3 separate regions of the Mus musculus genome follow, and all the other regions are linked to region 3. The links are chromatin contacts, called in public HiCAR-type and promoter capture Hi-C maps. All regions are on one chromosome and are shown on one strand. The core of a region is the stretch at or near the end of the contact, and the rest is flanking DNA. Distances in the headings are between cores, read along the strand shown. Region 1 holds the start of Rapgef4 (Rap guanine nucleotide exchange factor (GEF) 4). Region 2 holds the start of Bbs5 (Bardet-Biedl syndrome 5 (human)). Region 3 holds the start of Gorasp2 (golgi reassembly stacking protein 2).

The links. Promoter capture Hi-C pulls out the DNA fragments that hold promoters and counts their contacts. HiCAR-type assays count read pairs that join an accessible place to other places.
Region 1: a contact with region 3 is called in a promoter capture Hi-C map of second pharyngeal arch cranial neural crest. The contact joins the promoter of Rapgef4 here to the promoter of Gorasp2 in region 3. A contact is called at or near these places in 4 of 39 promoter capture datasets (the HPC-7 cell line, cranial neural crest, frontonasal cranial neural crest and 1 more).
Region 2: a HiCAR-type map of astrocytes shows a contact between it and region 3, with 2.3 times the contacts expected there. The contact joins the promoter of Bbs5 here to the promoter of Gorasp2 in region 3. A contact is called at or near these places in 1 of 39 promoter capture datasets (the 3T3-L1 cell line), 1 of 15 datasets of contacts at CTCF or cohesin (embryonic stem cells), 3 of 484 Hi-C or Micro-C datasets (B cells and cortical neurons), 3 of 115 datasets of contacts at active chromatin or transcription factors (astrocytes, embryonic forebrain and stem cell-derived neural progenitor cells) and 1 of 9 other capture datasets (liver).

What each region holds. Positions count from the first base shown.
Region 1 is chr2:71,979,259-71,982,714 of GRCm38.p6, forward strand. Rapgef4 (Rap guanine nucleotide exchange factor (GEF) 4) reads left to right here and starts at 1,957. Exons shown (of 31, transcript NM_001204165.1): 1 at 1,957-2,093. The coding sequence starts at 2,029.
Region 2 is chr2:69,645,696-69,648,973 of GRCm38.p6, forward strand. Bbs5 (Bardet-Biedl syndrome 5 (human)) reads left to right here and starts at 1,476. Exons shown (of 12, transcript NM_028284.3): 1 at 1,476-1,647. The coding sequence starts at 1,589.
Region 3 is chr2:70,660,047-70,663,224 of GRCm38.p6, forward strand. Gorasp2 (golgi reassembly stacking protein 2) reads left to right here and starts at 1,463. Exons shown (of 10, transcript NM_027352.4): 1 at 1,463-1,714. The coding sequence starts at 1,652.

The sequences.
Region 1 (3,456 bases), core at 707-3,206, 1.3 Mb after region 3:
ACAGAAATGGCAGAACCACCACTTTGAATTCACCCAGCTCTGGTTCAAGGGAAGGGAGGTGGCTCTGGACCCTGGGTCCTTTGTGGTCCTCCCTGTCCTGGTGACTCACTGACGCCTACCTCCAGCCGTGCATGGAGGCTCACATGCTCTGAACGAGCTAATCTAATCGTTGTTGGTGCTCCTTCTAGGTAGTAGTTAAATAATTCTGCTTGTCCTTAGAGGTAAGTCAGTGCTCCCACAAAACAAACAAAGGCCTTGCACTTTATGAGACAGATCTTAAAATGCTTTGCATATGTGGAGGACTTTTGGAGACCTTATCCATGACAAGCAGCCCCTAAGTGTCCTCCTTTGCTAGTTAATAGTCTCCCTCAAAATAGAATTTGCACTATTTTGTTCCATTTTTCTTTAGTGTCCCTTGTGGAGTCTTCTCGTCCCTCTGTCCCTGCCTCTCAGACTGACCCCCAGACTAAATGAGAATGATGACAGGTGATATATTGTCTTTTATTCCTCTGGCTCCTCACCTCTAAGTATTCTCTGAGGCATTTGGAGCAAGCGTTCAGTAACCTTGAAATGTCCCAATAGCTCAGATACCTTTATAAACAAAAAATATTTAGAAGACATGTCTCCTTCACACCATATAAGATGACACCTTTGGAAGTCTTTATGTGGTATAATATGTTAAGAGATATTTATGGTAAATAATAGAGATTAACGGAATGAAACTCAGCTGAGGGACAAGCCCAGAACAGGGAGTTTCTGCTGAAAACACTTGGTTGTGGGTCTGAAACCAGATCCTGTCTATTGAACATGGGGAAATGGAAAATTTTTCTGGAGAGATTTAAGGTCAAGGTTGTTGTAAGAGAATCAAAGCATCCCAGAAGGCACAGGCTGTTTCCTGCTCCCCAGTCTCCCTGCATCGGCCCTAAATGGGCGGTGTGTGTAGGGACAGTAGCAAATGATCGAGGATAAAGCCCTGTTCCGTTCCACCCATGCCTATTCCTAAGTGTATGTCACAAATATCGAAACAGCGCTTGATAGGAGTCCAACAGATTTAACTTGTCCCCAAATTCCTGAACAACGGTCCATGTAAATTTATTTCTTTTTATTTTTTTATTTTTTGGCAGGGTATAACTGAACGACTTCTAGGCATAACACTTACAGTGAACACCTACAGGAAGACAGGCAGCTGTGGCCACCCTCCGCACTGAACCTGGGAAGAGGAAGGCTGTGGGAGAGTAGAGGCTAACCACCCAAGTTCATGGAGTGCCCAGGAACTTGGCTTCCAGGCCTGAAACCTTAGTTCTGCATGGGTCTCAGGGATATCCCATTCTTAATTGCTTCTTTTTGTCGTGGTTGGGACATGGAGTCCAAGTAAGTCTGAGGTTCAAGGCCAGTGACTTCAGTTTGCACCCCCTTTTAATCCTCTGGTCTCCTGGGTCCTTTGCTTCAGACTGTCTCTGTTTTTCCCAGCCCCCAACGCCCCTCAACCTTCCGAATCATTTATCCTTTGGGGTCCACATCAAGAGACCATGATGTCCCCCACCCCCACCTCATCGCAAGCCTTCCCAGCCCTGCCCTCTCTCATCCCAATTTAAACAGCAGACTGTAAAGGTGAGCTGGGATCAGCTAGCAAGTTTTGACAGCCACCGAGGAGGACTAATGGGTTTCTAAGGAAACGGAGAGGCAGCAGCCATTTTAGTGGCATTTGCTGTACGAAAAATATATAGAGTCTGACATCCCCTCCCCACGCGCAACCGGGTGGCATCGCAGCAGAACTCCCCCTTCTTCCCTCCCCCGAGGTGAGGGTAGACGCGGGCCTGGCGGAGCGGGGCACCTGCCGCAGGTGTCGTGGGGTCGCCGCTCCTGGCGGGCGGGCGGGGCGGCTGGGCTCCCACGCGGGCGCCGCAGTGCAGCGCGGGCCTCGCGCCTGGCCCGCCCCTCGGTCCCCGCCCCGCAGGCCGCGGGAGCCCGCCGGGAGGCGCGCGGGAGGTGGCCGCGGCCCGGGGCCACCGCGCGCTGCTGCCCAACATGGTCGCTGCGCACGCTGCACACTCTCAGTCCTCGGCCGAGTGGATCGCCTGCCTGGATAAAAGGTACGTGGGGTGGGGTGCGGGATCTGGGTCGCGGGGGTCCACTCGTGGGGTGCCACCTGCGGGAGAGCATTCCACGTGCCGGGAACAGAATGCGGCGCCGTGGGGGACAAGGTGCCAGCCTGCCCTGGTCCCCTTCCGCCCCGCTGCGACTCCACGCTCCATTCATGGGTGGGTGGGTGGGTGGTTTCCAATGGGCACTAAGACCAGGGAGGGTACATACATGCGAGCTTCAGGCTGTCCAGACCCTCAGGGAGAATGTCATTTAAGTTTCCAGGAGGGGCGGGGAGAAGGGGGGTATTCATGCAGGTGCAGTCACCTTTTTTGTTTCCGGAAAACCAAGTGTTAGGGACTCAGTGGAGCTGTCAAGTCCCTTGCTGAAATCCACAGCCCTCTTCCCGCGGGCGCTCTCTCAAGGTCTGTGTTAGGAAGGTCACCGGAGGCGTCTTAATCTTCTGCAGAAAAGACCCTCACTCTAAAGAGAAATTTAAACCGCAGAGAGTGCTGGCTCTCGCCAGCCTCTGATGAAGGTGCCGTGGGTGACAACACACTGCAGTTGTTTCTAGGCTCTGTCGGTGGAATTTTCTGTTTGTCCAGATTGCAAATTTAACAGTAAACATTACACAGTATGTTAGCAATTATAGTTTATTACCCTAAGGAGAAAGGTGATGCATCTGAACTTTGAAAGAAACAAGCAAACGCCTTGCAGCGTGACCAGCCTCTGAGTCCCAGAGTTTGGTGCCAAAGGCCAGTGATTCACATCCTTCAGCAATCTGCATGATATCCGAATTGCATTTGTGGGAATTATTTTGTGCTCTGCCATATTGAAAATTTTTCAATGAACAGATTTGTGACCGGATCAAACTTGAGGATCTGAAGAGTGGCCGGCTGTGCCTGTTCCACTATTGTAGGCCTTTGATGGAAAGATATTAACTAACTGAAAAGAGCTAAATGAACTCATTTGAATAACTTAATGTGATAAACATTCTCGATTTTTAGTTACTACACAGTAGCAAGAATATTTTTGGCAGGCATTGCCCCATTTCTGACTAAAATGGTATGTTCTAATATTAGAGAAATTATATGCAGTAAACAGTAAGACAATTGAAGAGATGGTTAAGTCATACAGAATTCTGTGGAGGAATTAAAGGCACATTTAAGCCAAGAGCTTGCTAATGTGATCAGTAATCTAAATTTAATACTTTAGGAAAAGTGAATTATAAAACAAGAGATAATCAGGCGCTTGCACTTAACCTATAAATAGTGCTTCCCGTGAGTGATAATTTTGGGTAGTAAGCAACATACTTCTCTTTGCAGAGCTGCATAGCAAACAGTCAGTAATCCATTGGAGATCCTTTCGTCAGTG
Region 2 (3,278 bases), core at 226-2,725, 1.0 Mb before region 3:
TTAAAGATGTGTGCCATTGGGGGCTGGTGAGATGGCTCAGTGGGTAAGAGCACCCGACTGCTCTTCCGAAGGTCCAGAGTTCAAATCCCAGCAACCACATGGTGGCTCACAACCATCCGTAACAAGATCTGACTCCCTCTTCTGGTGTGTCTGAAGACAGCTACAGTGTACTTACATATAATAATAAATAAATAAGTCTTTAAAAAAAAAAAAAAAAAAAAAAGATGTGTGCCATTACTTCCAGCAGCATACCAAATCCCATGTCACCTTTTTTTAAAGGTGAGCATGGTGGTTCACACTGCAATCCTAGTACTCAGGAGGCTGAGCAGGAAGATGAACGTTAACAGGATTTGAATAATATAATAAATCCTAAAACCAAAACACCATAGTGCATTAAACAAGTAGCTGGGTAGAGAGGCTCTAATCCCAGCATTCTGGAGCTGAGGTGGGAGGGTTGATGGGAGTTCAAAGCCGCTACATCGTAAGTTTCAGGCCAGTTTGGCCCACAAGTGAAACCCTGTCTTGGAGAATACAAACAGCAAATGAAGTGTTCTGTGTGCTTACATACTCAGTTATACATAATGTGAACCCGTGACCCAGCTAGAGTTTAAAAGGCAAGTGTTTTCACGTCACTCTGCTTATGGAACCATGAGAGGCTCCTGAGTATGCCCAGGAGACCCCAGATCACTCTTTGTGAAGCAGTAATTTATTTAACGTGTTACTTGTTTATTGATAATTTTCATATAGTAAAAGAAAGCCATTTGATTCGTTTAAAAATATATAAAGTATGTTTATAATCCCAGTATTAGGGAAACTGAAGCTGTTACATTTCGAGGCCAGTCTGGGCCACAAAGGGAGACCATGTCAAAAAAAAAAAAAAGAAAGAAAAAGAAAGAAAGAAAGGAAGGAAGGAAGGAAGGAAGGAAGGAAGGAAGGAAGAAAGGAAGAAAGGAAGAAAGGAAAGGGGGAGGGGGAAGGGGAGAAGGGGGAGAGGGAGGAGAGACAGAGACATAGTTTATCTTGTACTCTGTGCTGCACATTGATCAATGCGGTGAACTTTAAGAATCAGGTGTCTACGTTTTGTTTGCTCACAATAGAGGGACCCCAGAGCTGATTTGTGAAATAGGACGCAAGGGCTGGCACTATACGAATCTAGGGAAGCAATGGTTCTGACCAGATGTAGTAGGACCTCTAACAGGTTCTGAGCCTCGGGCTGGAATGTAGCCAGAGATCCAGGCCACCAGGGTATGGGAGGTGGGCAGGGTCAGAGCCCCATCAAACCAGTAATGTAATTTGATGAAGTTAAGATTTCTAAATGGTGTAGGAAAACAGCAGGAAAGCTGAAATGGCTAAAGTTCTGCGCAGAGAACAGAGAGGTGACTCAGAAGTGAAGCAGCTTCCCAGCCACCCGCCTCAACAAGACCAAATGACGCAAACGGGCTGGGAAAAGAGCGCACACTACCTGGTGGAAGCTTGGGCCCCGGCGCCCGCCGTAGATGTCGTGACAAAGCCGGCGCGTTGCCTTGGCGCCCATAAGACGCCGCCGAGCAGCCACTGTGGATTTCATCGGCGAGCTCCCTCGGTCACCATGTCTGTGCTGGACGTGTTGTGGGAGGACCGCGACGTGCGCTTCGACGTGTCCTCGCAGTGAGTCTCAGGATGCGCTGAGACCCCGTGACTATGGTCCCCTGCGGTCTTCGGCCCTGCCCTGGCCAGCGGCCTATCTCAGTGTGCGCCCATCAAGGCTGTGACCCTCCGCGTCCTGCGGTGGAGGGGACATAGGGCAGGGATTCCGGAAAGCAGGGTTCTAGAACAAAATCCGGAATAGCATTGCACACTACGGGCCTCTGCACGGTTGGCGTGTCTGTAAAATGAGGGCGGTGGGAGTGAGAATTCTCCAAAACTCCCGACCACGCAAAGCTTGTGTCGGAGCTAAGATTTCATTTAGTCCTTATCTAAATCTTTGAGAGCTTGTTATAAAGAAGCCCTGTTTGTGGGGGAATATGCTTAAAAGAGGAGATGGTTAAAAACCCTTCCTGCCCAGAAATCAGGGAGGGGGTCGCTGAGATCGTGATGGAAAACATAGAAGCTGAAGTTCTTGGATCAATAACTACACGGCGCCTCAGCTGCTTCCTAATGGTGCTTTATCATGAGCACTGTCTCCTAAAATAGAAAAAATGAGATATTGGTACATTTCTCAGTCTTTGTAGTAACTGGATGCCTAACATAGTATTCGTTCCTTTTGGAAGTTGAGGGAGGAGGTATTTGTGAAATTACAAAGTACAGTAACTCATTACACACCTTCTATGGCTTTCCCTGTAGTTCAGGGAGTGCCGTGGGTCTTAATCCAGACGAACCCTGTTTTCATGAACATTTTCAGTTTACAGACATCTGTCTCAAAAATCAAGACAGGAAAATAAGAGGGGTTGATTATCACACACCCTTCCTCATTCTAGTGCAGGAGAGTAGTCGTCACACAGCTAACTCAAAGGATCAAACGAGCCTGTGGAGATAGAGTGCTTTCTGTGCGCATCATTCACAGTGGAGGTCAGAAGTTAATTTGCAAAGCCGGGCGTGGTGGTGCACGCCTTTAATCCCAGCACTCGGGAGGCAGAGGCAGGTGGATTTCTGAGTTCGAGGCCAGCCTGGTCTACAGAGTGAGTTCCAGGATCAGCCAGGACTGTACAGAGAAACCCTGTCTCGAAAAACCAAAAAAAAAAAAAAAAAGAAGAAGAAGAAGAAGAAGAAGTTAACTTGCAGAAGTCGATTCTCTCCTCTGACTGTGTGGGTCCCAGGGATGACAGACACTCAGGTCATCAAACTTGGTGGTAGCCACCTTTACTCGCTGACCCACTCACTACCCTCCTGAGGATACACCTCATACAACCCTTTTAAAAACCATCCTCTCCGTAACCGCCCGACGACCTTCCTCTACTTAGAAACCTCTGGGGGTTGTCCACCACTGTCCACAGATAAGGCCTATACTTATCATCCTGCAGTCTCAGGTTCTTTGACTCTTCTCCATAGTTACACTTCTCTCCCTAGTCAGTGCCCTTTCTTCAGAGCCATGTCCCTTCTGTTCCTCTTTTTCAGTCATGCATCCTTTGCTCTTTTCCATTTAGTTATCCAAGACTCCGCTTCTGGTCCTAGCTGACTCTCAAGTGGCCCTGGTCTGTTCAGGCACCACTGACTCGTAGGGTCTAGAAGTGCATGAGCAGTCCGGGCTGTATACTTTACAGTACTGGCTGTCCTGTGTCTCTGTCTCTCCTCTCTAAGGA
Region 3 (3,178 bases), core at 213-2,712:
GTGGCATATCTCAGCTACTCAGAAGGCTGAGGCAGGAGAGTCACTGGGAATCAGGGATTTAAGACTAGTCAGGAGAACACAGCAAGATCCCAGCTCTCTCTCTCTCTCTCTCTCTCTCTCTCTCTCTCTCTCTCTCTCTGTGTGTGTGTGTGTGTGTGTGTGTGTGTGTGTGTGTGTCTACACTGAGGCTGGAAGAGGGTGCTAGATCCCTTCGAGCTGAAGCTATAAGCATTATAGACAGTCTATTGTCGGTGCTGGGATCTGAATTCCCATTGACATGACTGAGCAGCCAACACTTTTAACCCGTAAGCCTCCTTCCTCTTCAGCCCTAGGAATTTTTTCAGATTGGCCTTCTGTTAGCTTTTTGTCAATGACAAAAAAACGACTTAAAGGAGAAAGAAAGATTTGTTTGGCTTGTAGTTTCAGTCCATAGCTGTTGGCTCCATTATTTTGGCAAAGCTGTTCATCTCGGGGCAGCTGTGAGGCAAAGAGAGAAAGTAAGCGGCAGGGTTCTACTCCCTACTTTAAGGACAGACTCCAACTTCCTTCTACAAGGTCCATCCCTTCAAGGTTCCTCCACCTCCACAGGCTAGGGACTATGAAACCTCTGGGCTTCACTCCAGATCCCAATGCAAGCTCTTCCTGGTATTTCTTAGTTTTGTCTATGGGTATCTCTTTCAGTCCAGTCTTCTTAATTTCATATGATTCTGATTCCATATGGCGAACTGGTCAGCTGTCGGGAAGAAAGGTCCCCGTACTGTATTCCCCTGGCTCTTTAGAGCACCACTCATTTGCTCCTCTACCTATCCTTTAAACTAGACTATCTAACTGGTGGCGTGTTGGGTTAACTATGAAAAACCATTTGGGACTAGAATACTTCAGAACCCTTAATAATAGCTCACACTGCAAAACACCAAAGACAGTCAACACCTGGATGGGACACCATTACTGAAAGTCAAACTATAGCATGGGGAGGAGACGGGGCAGGGAACACTGAGAGGGGTGCAGTGGGGCAACAGGCAAAATTCCAAGGAAATCCAACCCCTGCCCCTCGCTCCTGCGTAGCTCCGTAGTGTTCTATCAGGACGAGAAGAAAAACAACAAAACAGTAACCGCTTTTATTTCAGGGAACACTGCTCTTTATAAACGTGAGCTGAGAATACCTGATATTCCAACCCCAGAAAGGCACTGTGAACTATCCTCAGGTATACAATCTTATTAAACAAGACCTAAAACAAAGCAAGCGCCAGGCGTGCTCGGCATCTGCTCCCTTCCTCTCTGGCCTCTGGTCACCAGGAGGCGCTGCGACCAAATACCCTTCTGCGAAGGTAGAAACGCGCCGAGATAAGTCTTGTCTGCTCCGGGGCCCCGTAGCGAGCCGTCGCGTTCCGGGCTGTCTTTCCGCTTTCTCGCGCTCCCTGCCTCCGCCCGCTGCGCTCTTCCGATCGTTCCCTCCGGCTCCCGTCAGGGGGCGCTGTCTGCGGCGTGGCAGCGGCCGTGGCTGCCGGGCGACGATCTCCCGGCGGGCTGTGCGGCCCGGCTCGGGCTGCTGCAAGTGCCACGTCCCAAGAGCTACGCGGAGTCGCCAAGCGGGCGGTGCGCGAGGCGGAGCAGCGCTGAGCCGGCCGGGTCGTACGGATCGCCCGCCGCCATGGGCTCCTCGCAGAGCGTCGAGATCCCGGGCGGCGGCACCGAGGGCTACCACGTTTTGCGGGTAAGGCCCGGGGGGACGCCGGGGCGGCCAGGCCCGAGTCCGCGGAGCACCCTGGGCGCGGCTGCCGGCGACGTGGCCCGGGACCCACCACCCTGGCTCCTGGCCCTCCGCACGGCCTCGCCGCGCACTGGCCTGAGCTTCAGAGTTAGGAAGAGCAAGGGGCGCCGCCTCCAGAAGGAGCCGGAACCCGTACCTGTGTTCTCGGGGAGGGTGACGGAGCCACAGGCTAAGCGGAGATGTCACGACCGGTGTCGGTTCATCTCGGCTACCCCTGGATGCTTGCAAGGGCCACCTGGACAGGGAAAGGAGCACGAACGGCCTCGGGCTAGATTTGACAGACTTAAATTTAGTTGATTTTTGATAGGACTTTTCCGTTCCGGGTCGCTCCTGACCCTTCCAGATCTCTCCAACATTTCCTGGAGGAGAGGAACTTCCGTTCTTCTTTCTAAGATGAAATAGTCGGGGAGATTGAGGTTTAGGTCCGCGGAGGAGAGTTTCCAAAATAGCCAGGCTTGATGAGGAAACGCAGCGCCAGACACCAGGGGTCAAAGACACATCCGCCTGTGAACGGTCCTTTCCTCGTGGAACCAGGAATGTGGTGACACCTGTGTGAGTGCTAACATGGGCTGTGAACAGAGTGGCCTCAGTCTGCATCGCCATTTAGGGACAATCTTCTCTGAGAGTGTGCTTGCTTACCTTCATTTTCTGCCCTGGGTCGCATGTTCTGAATGAGATAACGTTTTAAAATAGCCCAGATACCTGAACGATAGGACTGTGATTGGTCACCTGGTTGTCGGGATTGTGGTTGTCTCTCCATTCCACTCAAAAGAGACTTTTGAAGCCCTTGTTTTTCCAGGGTGTTTCTTCATATGCCATATTACTTTCCTATTTCCTTCAGCTAACCAAACTCCTAAATCCCACACTAATAGGAAACACAGGAGAAAGAACTGCTTCATCCCGGGTTCGTAGGAAAATTAATGGCGATGCTTTTTCATCTGGTCTGATTCTGAGTTGACTCATGTGAGGTGTATTATCCTGTTACTTGCAGATTCTGAGTGTGGCCATGAACCCTTAGGGAGCTGCAGTATTTTTATTATAATAAACACCCAGGGAAACCTAGTAAGACACATTAGTGTTAATGAGTAGGAAAAAAAAATAGTCTTTAGGGTCTTAGATGGATCTTCATGTCAACAGAACTTCAGTTTAATGAGCTCATTCCTATGGAAGACAGTTGAAGTATGTCGTCTTCATAGGTGTGCTTCGGAGGATTTCTGAGTGCACACATAGTTAGTACAGGTGTGTTATTACTCTCTTCCTTGAGCTTTAGAAATAGTAGGGGCAGCCCCAGTTACCAGTCTGCATCTGGAGCACAAATGTTACAAAATATGAAATCATTGTATAGAGGGTATAAACCAAGGGAGCTTTAGTGATTATGTCATGAAAGCAAATGTTTTTAAGTTTTTA